Linked DNA regions of Mus musculus: regions 2 and 3 are each linked to region 1. Evidence: chromatin contacts called from public promoter capture Hi-C data. All regions are on one chromosome and are shown on one strand. The core of a region is the stretch at or near the end of the contact, and the rest is flanking DNA. Distances in the headings are between cores, read along the strand shown.

Region 1 (3,883 bases), core at 1,022-3,521:
TTCAATACGCATTAGGACTAAGCAACACCCAACTCCCAAAACAGGTTATCTTGTCATAGCTAAATTCCTTCCAAGCTCACAGTTCCTTAGAAACTAATCTACACCACAAATATCCATCAGCCTGTCCTAGAATCACCTGTAGAGCCTGGAGTACTGCAACAAGCTTTGGTACTGCCTTATAGGCCCACATAAAGTTACCAGGGTATCACTACACCTAAAAGATACTGTTTCAGACTCTATTTTCTTACAAGATCGAATAAAGAGCCCTATCTGAAGCAACTCAATGAGTTATTTTTCTAAGGAACTCACTGAGACTACATCTGACCAAAACAGAATACCTGTTCAATCCCTTTGACTTCAAACTTTATCATCCTCCAGTCCTTTCAGATGCGGCATTATGCGATATATCGTAGTTCAATGTTGAGAAGTACTCTAACAAAAGCCAACCTCAATTGATGAAGAAACTGGGACTCCAAGCAGAAAAACGACCTACACGGAACTTTGCCACAACATTAACTTGAACTACAGGGCTTACATGTCCAGCCTTCAGTTTTCCAGAGAGGGGAGGGGAAACACAACTTACAGAATACACTCCCACTTGAGCCAACCGTACTCCCTTTCTTGTTTAATCTTAAGCCAAGGGACTGGCTTCACAGCACTCTAGAATTGTCCACAATGCAACTGTCTCTACAAACTTCAGATAGCTGGTTAATGGAGGGGATTTTAAAAGTTTCAATGTTCCTACGTGAATTTCAGCACCTAATGTCCGCTTTCTTTTGCATCCACACTGACTTGAGGGAGGGGAGAAGATGTTTTGACTGGATGATTGGTGCACAGTACAGCAAGAGATACTATGTTCAACAGGCCAATCTTACCTTTTTCCTCTTAACTGGCGGAGGTGGTGGAATACATTAATCACATCTCTTATTCTTCTTGGCGCTTCTTCGATTTTTGACGCAAGATTAATACAGGCCATAGCAACAATCTGAAAGAACCCAGGTAAAAATCCAAGTGAAGTTAAACTAGAAACAGTTTAACAAAGTCTAACAACCCTTATTTTGTTTTGTTTTTAGATAGGGCTTCTCTGTGTAGTCCTGGCTTCCAGGAACTCCATCTGTATGTACATCTGCCTGCCCAAGGATGTGGGTCACCAAGGACCGGCAAAGAACCCTCTTTAGGATACAACGGGCTTTTTAGCGAAATAAAATCGAAGCTGACATTTTTAGACCAGCTCTTACGTTTTATTGCTCAACTGCTCTTAATTTTGGGTCAGAATCAAGCTACCTCTTGCTAGAATTGTGCAATGGCTTGAAAACGTAGTTCTTGGTTAACAGAGCACGTGAACTGGGGATCCATTTTCTAGTTCTTGAAACATTGCTCTACGGGCCCCATTTCCTTCTGGGTGGGAACGAGGTACAAAGGCCTAAGCTAACCACTCCCTTTCTGGAAAAGCTGGTTCCTACCCCCTTCCTCCCCGCTTCCGGATGAAGAAATCCCTTCTTGTCCGCCTCCGCCGCGCTTACCTCGAAACTGTGTTTGACGAACGACTTGGAGTAGAAGAACCGATGGAACAGCACCTGCCCTGTAGCCATCGCCACCTGCAGACGAGAGAGGAGAACGGAAGCGCCGGGGTCAGGCGGGCCCGCACCAGGCGCCGCCGCCATTTTGTGCGGCCGCTCGCTTCCCTTCCCCCGCCCGGGCCGCGCGGCGCCGCCCGCCCCCGCATCCCCACCCTCGCCCGCCCGAGCTCCCGCCGCCGCCGCCGCCCGGCGCAGGCTCCGGAGAAACCTGGCCGCGGCGGAGAGGCCCGCAACCAGCCGGGGTTCTCACCTGCGGCAGCCGGAGGAGGATGCCGGCGGCCTGGATGAGCTCGCAGCCCAAGATGCGCAGATCCGTCTCGCTGGGCAGGTCCAGGCCGTCCTGCATGGACGGGGTAGGCGAGAGCCGCTCCTCCGGGATCAGCGAGTGGTCGATGGTGAGCGACACCTCCGAATACAGGCGGTCGCCGATCAGGATCCCTCCGGTCGTGGTCGTCGTCGTGGTGGTCGTGCCGGAGCTGGAGCCGCCCGCGCTCGGGGCGGCGGACGAGGCGGAGGCGGCAGCGGCGGCGGCGGCGGCAGCGGTCGAGGTCGGGTGAGGCCCGGACGCCATAGTTCCAGCGAGCTCCACGCACGCCCGACGCAGCCGGAACCCAAAGCGAGACTAACCAGCGTCCTCGGCGCGACGGATCTTCCCGTGACCGCCGGCTTCCAGGCCGCCGCACGCAGCGTGCGCTTCCGCCCTGACGTCACCACGCCGACACGCCCTACCCCACCCCACTCCACTCCCCGCGCGCGCCAACGAGTTCCTCCGCGCTTCGGTCGGTGACACCGGGCGGAGGGGTCCGGATGGGCAGGGCGGGGCAGGGTGCTGGCGGCTCAGGGGTGGTAATGGCTTTAGTCACCGGATAACCCGGACTCTGGCCTGGTGAGTCGGCCCCGATACCCCTGCACGGTCTGCGCGTTGGTGACAGTCCGGCGGTCGGCGACACCGGAGTGTAACAAAGTGACTCTGAACCGGGCAGCTTCCCAGTTTGAGCGCCTGGGGTTTCCGGAAAGCTCCGAGCGCGCGTGGGTGTCGGGGTGTAGCCTAGAAAGGCATGCCTAGCCCTGACCTCACTTCGCCGGGTTTACAGTAATCTGGAAAATCCCTAGTTCCAAAAATAGGTTTATGGCGAGGACAGTACACGGGCGATTTCATTGCGCTGGGGAGTCTCGTCTTAAAGAGATGGTTTTTGTCAGAGTGGAGAGAAAGTAACTATCCCTGTGTCAATGAAGAGAAAAACACAGCTCTCATCTTACATGGAGTTTGGAATAACCTAAATCTGTGTTCCGGGACCATGGTCAATCAAAATGGCTCCAGGATAACCCATCATTTATTCCCTTTAAGATGAGAGCTGTGGTTTTTTTGTTTTTTTCGAGACAGTTTCTCTGTATAGTTCTGGCTGTCCTGAAACTCACTTTGTAGACCAGGCTGGCCCTGAACTCAGAAATCCGCCTGTCTTTGTCTCCCGAGTGCTGGGATTAAAGGCGTGCGCCACCACCGCCTGGCTGAGAGCTGTGGTCTTTTTCCATCCATACTAAAAGTCCCAAAAGCTGAGGTCGACCGTGAAACAATTGATCCTTCTGCCTCTGGCCTCCCATGATCTTTTTATTCCAGCTTAATCCTCTGAGATGGCCTTTAGGGAGAAAGAAAAATCTCCTGACTCAGTACAAAGGGTTGGAATTGTTATTTTGTTAAAGCTTACTTTCTTGAAAAGTGTCTTAACCTTGGACCTATAGAGCGCACTGAAAATTTGGATACATCTTAGTCACCAAAGCAAGGTATTTTCACAGCTCATTTTTACAAAGTGTGTTGGGACGGGCACTCTGGAGACAAAGACAGGTGGATCTCTGATTAGAGGGTCAGACTGATTCCAAGCCAGTAAGAGCTATATAATATCTTCAAAATGAAACAAAACCTCTTCCAAACAAAAGCTATATAGAGCAGGAAGTGGTGGCACAAGCCTTTAATCCCAGTACTCAACTAAAGCCTCAAAAACAAAAATTTTATGATTGTGATAGCTTTTTGTCACTGACAGATTACCTAGAAAGTCCACAATGAGGTTTAATTTTGGTTTATGGTCTCTGAGGTTTCAGGCTACAGCCATGTGGCCCTATACCTGTAGGACTGTGTAGGCAGAACTTTATGGTGTGAGACCTTGGTAAAAACAAATCCCTTGCCACCAACAAAGAGAAAGGGGAATATATCCAGGGATCTCCCTCCTCAAGTAGGTTGCCAACTCCTAATTGCTTGTCCAGCTGTGACCTCATCGTCGGATTAACCCATTTATGAGGTATTTGCC
Region 2 (3,883 bases), core at 383-2,882, 1.6 Mb after region 1:
GGTGGGACTTTCATGAAAGCAATGAGTGGCCTTACAAAAGAGACCTAGGGGAGCTTATTTGCCTATATGAGATTAACGAAGATGCTTCCATCTAGAAGGAAACCTTCACCAGGCAGCAGAGCTTCTGGCACTCTGTCCTGGGCTTTCTAGCATTAACAGCTGTGTGTAGTAAGTGCCTGTTATGTGTAAGTGACCTAAGCTAAGGCACGCTGATAGAACAGAATGAATGGCGGGACAGACACGAAGCTCAGAAGATCCTGTTGGGATGTGACGTGGGCTGAGATCAACACATGTCTTGAGGGCATCACATGGGCTGCCCTGCAGTGAACATGCCCCCAAAGGCAGAGGCTGCTTGAGGCTCAGTGAGAATATGACACTTAGGACACTCAGCTGGGGGAAGGGGCCCCTTCCTCTCTGTGCTCACCAACGTAGGTGGCATCAAGCTATGGGACATTTGGAGACATTACCCTCCTCAGCAACTTTCAGGTTTGCAGAAAGGTTTTGAGGGTCTTCTAAGGTGTTGCAAGCTCCACAGGAGTGCTAAATATTGTTACTGACATATAGAAATGAGCCTTACAAAACCACACAGACCCATGTCCTGCTATAACCCAAGCACTTTTTTGGAAGGGGCTTGTTTGAGATTTTGGCAACTCTAATTCTGCTTTGCTTGAGAAAAATCCTATAGTCCAAAGGAGTCTGACCTAAGATCACATCTCCAAAAATCTTAGTGCTTCATGGATTATGAAATCCATTCCTATGTCTCTCTCTTTGACCTCCAGGGCTTCTTATAACTTTAGGGATTAATTATGAATTTTCTGGAGACTTCGAAGAAAATTTATATCTGTCTTTAATATTTTAATAGTGGAAAATGCAGTTATTTTATCTCATGGAATGGATAAGTTATTATTCTTGTAAGGTTACTTTTTATTCTCTATTAGTATGGTACCAACCTTCTATATTTTTAAAGCTCACTCTAGGAACTTGTTTTTAAATTTAAAGAAACTATGTTGACTATGTGTTGGATTCAGCATCAAGCATCTTTCACTGAGACAAATTTTATTAACAAGCACTTTGCTGCTAATTAAAGGGAGATGTGTGTCACATCAGAAGACATCTCTTTTACTCTTTCCACCATCTTGGAGCTTATGGAGACCTCCTTGAGCAGAAACCAGCAAATGTATCTTGAAGGCTGTGGTCCGAGACTATTTCTGCTTTTATTGGGAGCTTTGGAAACAGAGGGGTCAGGAAATGGAAGAAAAAAAATGAACAAGTCTCTCTTTTTGGAATGGAGATGAAACTAAATTCGATCTGGGCAAAACATAAATGTAGAGTCACAAACAAAAACACGGACTCTCAGTGGCAAACCAAACAAAACCAGAGTAACTGGAGAAAGGTTCTGAGCACAGATGGAAAGATCAACAGGATTCATGCTAAATTCCTGAGCTGCCTTCCTGCCAAGGCCATTGGGCACAGAACCCATGCGTCCGGTAGGCACCGAGGTCTCAAATTCATAGAAAAAAAATAAGCAAAGGTGCAAACTCCCTGTCTTCTTAGGAAGGTTTTAGATATCTATGTTGAAAAGAACAAACATGAACTGTGGACCTATAAGGTCAGGACATGACACCAAGCTCCTCCTGCTGGTCTGTTCTTCAGGTCATGTGAGTGGTCTGTCCCCAGGTCACCTGCTCGCTTTCCCAGTGGGTCACCTATTATTCAATGCTTTGATCTAAGTGGTCTTTCATCTCTAAGCTGATGGTTCTGGAAGAGGTGAAACCCATGCTCAGAGTGAAAATGGATGAGATGAAAATGCTAAGCAATTAGCTGCTTGAGGCCATGACAGTGAAATGGATAGCCAGTTGGGTTTTGTTTTGTTTTGTTTTCCATAACCATTAACAGAACTTAGTCTCCTCAGGTAACATGAAGACAACAGGATCAGACTACAGTCCAGTCGTCTTCACAGCTTTCTCTGTCGATGCTCTTCTGGGAGCTCTTGCTCAAGGAACAGCACCCATGTGCTCCGGCTGTTCCTTCTGGAAGTGTTCGGCTTGACTGGAGCTTCCCGTCAGTCACCTGCCATGGCCTTCCCCCACAGTGTCCTGAAGGACGCCTCCTTCCGCTGCTGCTTCTCTTCTGTATTGCCATATCCCTGAGTTGACACATCTTGGGGGGTCGTAGACTGCAATCTGTTTTGCTTACTTCCTATGTTTAGATTACTCCATTGCCTCTCATGATGCAAAGCCTCTTAACTGACCCAAGGTGATCTGCCCTCACTTTTTGTGTCTTACATTATTAACAGCACCTTCTTTCTCCCTTTGCATTCTCTCTTCGTTTTACTCCAATTATGTCCCTGAGGGTCCTTGGTACCTGCTGTTTTCTGCTTGCTCACTGTGGCTTAATGACTCCTTGTCTTAGTTAGGGTTTTATGGCTGTGAACAGACACTATGACCAAGGCAACTCTTTTTATTATTATTATTAGATATTTTCTTTATTTATATTTCAAATGTTATCCCCTTGACTGGTTTCCCCTCAGAAAACCCCCATCCCCTCCCCCTGCTCACCAACCCACCCACTCCCACTTCCTGGCCCTGGCATTCCCCTAGACTGGGGCATAGAACCTTCAAAGGACCAAAGGCCTCTCCTACCATTGATGACTGACTAGGCTAGCCTCTGCTACATATGCAGCTAGAGCCATGAGTCCCACCATATGTTTCCTTTGGTTTGTGGTTGAGTCCCAGAGAGCTCTGGGGGGTACTGGTTAGTTCATATCGTTGTTCCTCCTATGGGGCTCAAACCCCTTCAGCTCCCAAGACAACTCTAATAAGGACATTTAATTGTGACTGGCTTACAGTTTCAGAGGTTCAGTCCGTTATCATTAAGGTGGGAGTCTGGCATCATCCAGGCAGGCATGGAGCAGGAAGAGCTGAGAGTTCCACAACATCATCCAAAGGAAGCCAGGAGCAGACTGTCCTCCAAGAAGCTGGAAGGAGGGTCTCAATGCCCGCCCCCACACTGACACACTTCCTTCAACAAAGCCACACCTCCTAATAATGCCACTGCTTAGGCCATGCTTCTTCAAACCATCACACTCTTCCTCTGGGCCTTCAGTTCTCAAGGGTTATTTTGTGGCAGTCTGCACCATTGGCCTCTCTTTATTGTCTCCATGGAACCCTGTAACTCCGAGCTTCTCCACGGGATTATGTTTCTTGAATGCAGGGACGCTATACATCAGTTGCCTCAGTGTGGAGGCTGGTTGGAGCAGGGCTTATGGAGACCATTTTGCTGTGAGTTGAAACCACAAAAAAAAAAAAGTGCCTACACATCAAATCATACACAAAGCATGGGAAAATTGTGAAAAATGGCTGCTGGAGCCTCACCCTCTTGTTGGGTACCTCATGGAGGACATTGGAAAGAGCAGGCTTCATGATCCCCCAGACCTGAGACTCAGAGACACTACACTATCAGTTCTTAGGGCAGGTGCAAGCAACGTATGTGGAATGCAGATATGCTGACCGGATGGATGCACTCATTTAGAACAGAACTCAGCATAAAGCTTCCTAACTCTCTCTGATTGGAATATTGATGACCAGATGCAAAATTTAAAATTTTTCTTCATTTTAAGTTGCTTCTGGTGAGTCTACTGTTGTGTCTGATGCATGCCAAGATCTCTGTTTATAATGCATGTAGTAAAGAAAAAAATGCATTTTAGCACATACATGTGCAAGTGCCAACACACACACACACACACACACACACACACACACACACACACAACCACACTCCCAAGGAATCATTTTCTAAAGTTTAAGAGCCTTGGAAAGATTGTGCTGCTCTTGCAGTTATTTTTCAGAGTTCAGATGCTGGGGTCATGCTTGCTAAAGAGAAG
Region 3 (3,883 bases), core at 402-2,901, 1.6 Mb after region 1:
AGAAATGCTAGGTATTTTAGGAGTTTAAAAAAAAATGACATTTATTATGTGTGTGCATGCATGCTGTAGCAGGCACGTGGAAGTCAAAGGACAACTTGGGGGAGTCAGGTCTCTTCATCCACCTCCTGGTCAGAGGATCAAACTCACAAGCTTGCCAGCAGGCACCTTTACCCAACGACTGTCTCACTAGTTCTATTTTATGATTTTTTTAAAAATCATATTGGATTGAAAGAAAATAATCCCTGGTATTTGAAAATTGGTGAACTTTGTCCGTCTGGGTTTGTTTGTTTGTTTGTCTGTTTGTTTTAATAGAGAATTCTCCCCCCCCCCACCCCCCAATAACGAGGGAGGTTGTCATCAGGGCTCCTCTTTCCTCAAAGAAGAGGACAAGATCTTAAGTTGTGACTTCATTTCTCCGGTGAACTAGTAAAGGCTGGATGGAGCCTGGAGTAGAGACTGTCCCTGAGACAGTAAAGATTGTTTTGCTGTTGCTGTTTATTTAACACTCACAGTAGTTTGCCTTTTTCTAGAAATAAGGAAATAAGGCTGAGAGTTACGAAGGTGATTCACATCATCTGATGCTACACGGAGGATGGTCTTTATCATCACACCAATTTAAATCTTATGCTCCACTCTACAGAAGATGCAAGGCTGCGGATCTGTGGCTTTGTGGAACACCCCGGGAGCCTCATTGCCTCGGGATTCCGCAGTTGTGTAACTTTAAAAATCTGTTTAATGAAGAGAGCAACACATCTACAGCCACTGTCCGGAAATCAGCAAGCGATCTAGGAGCTGAAAAGTTTCGATCGCCCTTTCAGTTATGCAGAAGACGGCGGCCCTGTCACTCCCTAGTTAGATTAAGAAGATACCAGAACTGAATGGTCCCTGGTCAGACCCCTGAGTAACCTTTACCACTTTATCCCGAAGCCTTGCACTGGTGGCCTGCCATGAACAACGAAACTCTAGAAACGTGTCTGCGATGTAGAGAGCTGGCTTAGCTTTTGTACACACACACCTCCCCTACTTTGGTAGGAGCCATAGAGTCTAAGCCATGAGTAGACTGGGTACACAGTGCGCATGCCAACACCCACACTGGGTACCCCGACCAGGGGCTGTTATTCATGGGACCTTTTTTCTTAGGTTCTCAAACACGCTAAGTATTTCTGGCCTCAGAAATACCGGAAAGGCAGAGGCAGCGTTGGAGGGCTCCGCGCCTCTCGCGCGACACAAGCTCAGGCTGGGAACGCTGCGGTCCCCGAGCGTGTCCCGCCGCGTCGCGGCTCACTCACCCACGCGCGGCCCTCCTGCACGGTGGCCAGCACCCGTAGCGCGCTGGGCGAGCCCGCGCGGAAGTTGAAGAAGTGCAGCGCAGCGCGCGCCGCCAGCTGCAGGATCCCGCGTGGCAGCCCCACGGCCGCGGGCTGCCGGGGGACTTCGGTGTATTCCAGGTCCGCGGGCTCAGTGACAGCAGCGGCCAGTGCGAGGCTCGGCAGCAGCCAGAGGCTCAGCAACAGCGCTGGCATCGGGGGTTGACGGGGCTGCATGGACACGGGCGGCAGGGGCCCACGGGGCTGCGTGGATGGGGAAAGCTGGCGCTGAGCTCCCTGGACCCGGTTCGCAGTGCTCACGGAAATAGGCCACGGCGGCCACTCCCCTCCGCCCCCGGGTCGCCGCCCTTCCTCGCCTCCCTGTCCAAGCAGAAGGACCAGAAGGCGCCTCCGGGAGAGCGGGTCATGTCCCATGTCCCCATGACGCGGTGAGAGGGGACATGGGACAGTGGGGCGCCTCCTTGAGGGCACACTCCGACTCCAACTCTGGGAACTTAGCTTGTCGCCTGCGGCTGCTGCAATTTCACAACCCTCAGGTCTTAGAACCCACTCCAAAGGTTAGTTGAGGTGAAAGAGGAGACGGGTGGTGACAGGGACCAGTGGCCTTGGCCTTGATGGGGAATTTGAGAAGAGGCAGCTGGAAACAGGGAAAGTGTGCAGAGGGCGGGAGCAGGTAGTGAGCACCTGCAGGCCAGGTAGGGAGGAGGGGCGGTGGGCGACCGGACAGAGGTTTTGAGAATCAAGTAAATTAATTAATACTGGAGAGGGGCCTTGGGTTGAAGCCAGATTCCAGTGGCGTGAGGTGTGGAATCAACGCGTCACTGAAGGCAAGAGGTGGCTACTATTTTCTAAACCACAGGTAAGAGAAAGCCCTTTAGGGACCTGTGAGGTGGCTCAGTGAGTAAAGGTGCTAGCCACCAAGCCCGATGACTGGAGTCTTGCCAGGACCAATGTAGTGAACAGAGAGAACATACTCAAGCAAGTTGTCCTACGACCACCACCCACCCACCTACCTACGTACAACATAACAAATTAAATAATAAATGAAATGAAATGTAAGAGAGACAGAACAACCGGAGATACCCAGGGGTCTAGCCCACCTCATCAGCAGCAGTCGCTATCCTGAAGGACCAAAGAATGATTGAGACCCATTTGTTAACTACTGCTTGTGAAGCTGGGAGACACCTGTGGAACAAAGGGAGCAGTTGGCTGGGTATCTTTCCTGCCATCCCAGCCTGCAGCCTACTGCCTGCCATCTGCCTTAGACTCCAGTGCTCAAAGACGGGATTCTGGAAGGAGCCATCCTATGATCACCAAGCCATAGGCCTGTGGACAAAGAGAAACTGTCTAAACGATACTCCCCCCTGTTGCCCATCTGTGGACTGTCTTTCCTTCTGCAGATTTACGAAACACCTGGGTCATGGGGAGATGAGGATGAGCAACCAGATAAACATCTGGAGCACACCTACAGTCGATGAGCCAAGGGAACGTGTCCTGTGCTGTTTGCAATAGCATGCTCTGCAGAAAATTGAGGAGGGAGCCAGAAGCCTTAAGATGGTGACTTAACCCAGGTCAGGGCTGGCAGTCATATCAAGAGGGGACAGCAGAATCATTGGGGTAGGTGGAGTATTTCAAAAAGGCCCACATATCCTTTGTTTCCATTTTCTTTCCCTCTCTCACCCTGCCCCTGGACTAACCATGGTCAGTACCCATATGGTCACTTAGGAAGCAAAGTGGACATCAGCTGTCAGAAAACATGTGCTTCCTAGTGTACATAAGAGGCCAGGATACCTGTTCCCACTCCTGCCACAAATGCCAATGAGCAGAGATGGGTTGAATATTATGTTGCACTTTGTATAGAAAGGCAGGCAACCAGAGAAGGCAGTGGATAGACATCCTTAGGAAAAGCTGCCTTCCATCTCACCGAGCCAGGAGGAGGAGAACAAGGCAGACAATTATCCTGGAGCTGCCATGCCCCTCTGCTCACAGGGACAGTCACATCTTTGAGATTAGAGATGCCTGCCCCCCCCCCCCCCCCCATCATCTTCCCTGAAAGCTTCTCTCATTCTGTAAACATCTAGGCTCAGGAACTTTCCTGGAATATGCAGTGTAGTTGGTGTCTTCTGGAGTCAACCCTCCATTTGTCTAGGGCTGAACTCGGGACAAGTAAACTGGTTCACAGTGTGCATGTACTAAGCTGTTAACATGTACATGCAGATTCTTTTTTGACGTTCACAATTCACTTTGAATTCAAAAGTGTCCCTAGCCATATCGCCTGTCAAGACTTCCCAGTGCCTGCTACATAGTTATGAATGTACCGAATACCTCTGGAAGAACCAACCAGAAACAGTGGTTGCTTTTGGATCATGGAAGTGAGTGGGCTTACAATGTTGGTCTTTTGACCTGAGATAGCACCCCCAGGTTATCCAGAGCCTGGAGCCCCTGCTTGGAGCCCAGATACTTAGGTTGAGCTGAATCTCCCCCACTTGTGCTTGGGTGGCACCTCCTGCCCTACTGGGTGATTGTGAGGTTCGAGTGTGCTCATATCTACATGT

What was found. Promoter capture Hi-C pulls out the DNA fragments that hold promoters and counts their contacts.
Region 2: a contact with region 1 is called in a promoter capture Hi-C map of liver, with 5 times the contacts expected there. The contact joins the enhancer-like site here to the promoter of Ccnl1 in region 1. A contact is called at or near these places in 3 of 39 promoter capture datasets (liver and pre-B cells), 2 of 115 datasets of contacts at active chromatin or transcription factors (large pre-B cells and microglia) and 1 of 9 other capture datasets (liver).
Region 3: a promoter capture Hi-C map of liver shows a contact between it and region 1, with 4 times the contacts expected there. The contact joins the promoter of Rarres1 here to the promoter of Ccnl1 in region 1. A contact is called at or near these places in 3 of 39 promoter capture datasets (liver and pre-B cells), 1 of 115 datasets of contacts at active chromatin or transcription factors (large pre-B cells) and 1 of 9 other capture datasets (liver).

What each region holds. Positions count from the first base shown.
Region 1 is chr3:65,955,978-65,959,860 of GRCm38.p6, forward strand. It overlaps Ccnl1 (cyclin L1), which reads right to left and starts at 2,272. Exons shown (of 11, transcript NM_019937.4): 1 at 1,831-2,272; 2 at 1,524-1,598; 3 at 876-985. The coding sequence starts at 2,151.
Region 2 is chr3:67,545,944-67,549,826 of GRCm38.p6, forward strand. The region is part of intron 2 of Gm35299 (a long non-coding RNA gene); the gene reads right to left. Among named protein-coding and RNA genes, the nearest start is that of Gm35299, 5.5 kb to the right of the region's middle. Within about 2 kb of position 1,633, at least 2 of the 459 cell types and tissues checked have an H3K27ac peak or open chromatin away from gene starts, as enhancers often do. A contact at or near this core is called in liver, where this site is marked.
Region 3 is chr3:67,513,872-67,517,754 of GRCm38.p6, forward strand. Rarres1 (retinoic acid receptor responder (tazarotene induced) 1) reads right to left here and starts at 1,652. Exons shown (of 6, transcript NM_001164763.1): 1 at 1,290-1,652. The coding sequence starts at 1,544. Gm40067 (a long non-coding RNA gene) reads left to right here and starts at 1,378. Exons shown (of 3, transcript XR_001783859.2): 1 at 1,378-1,885.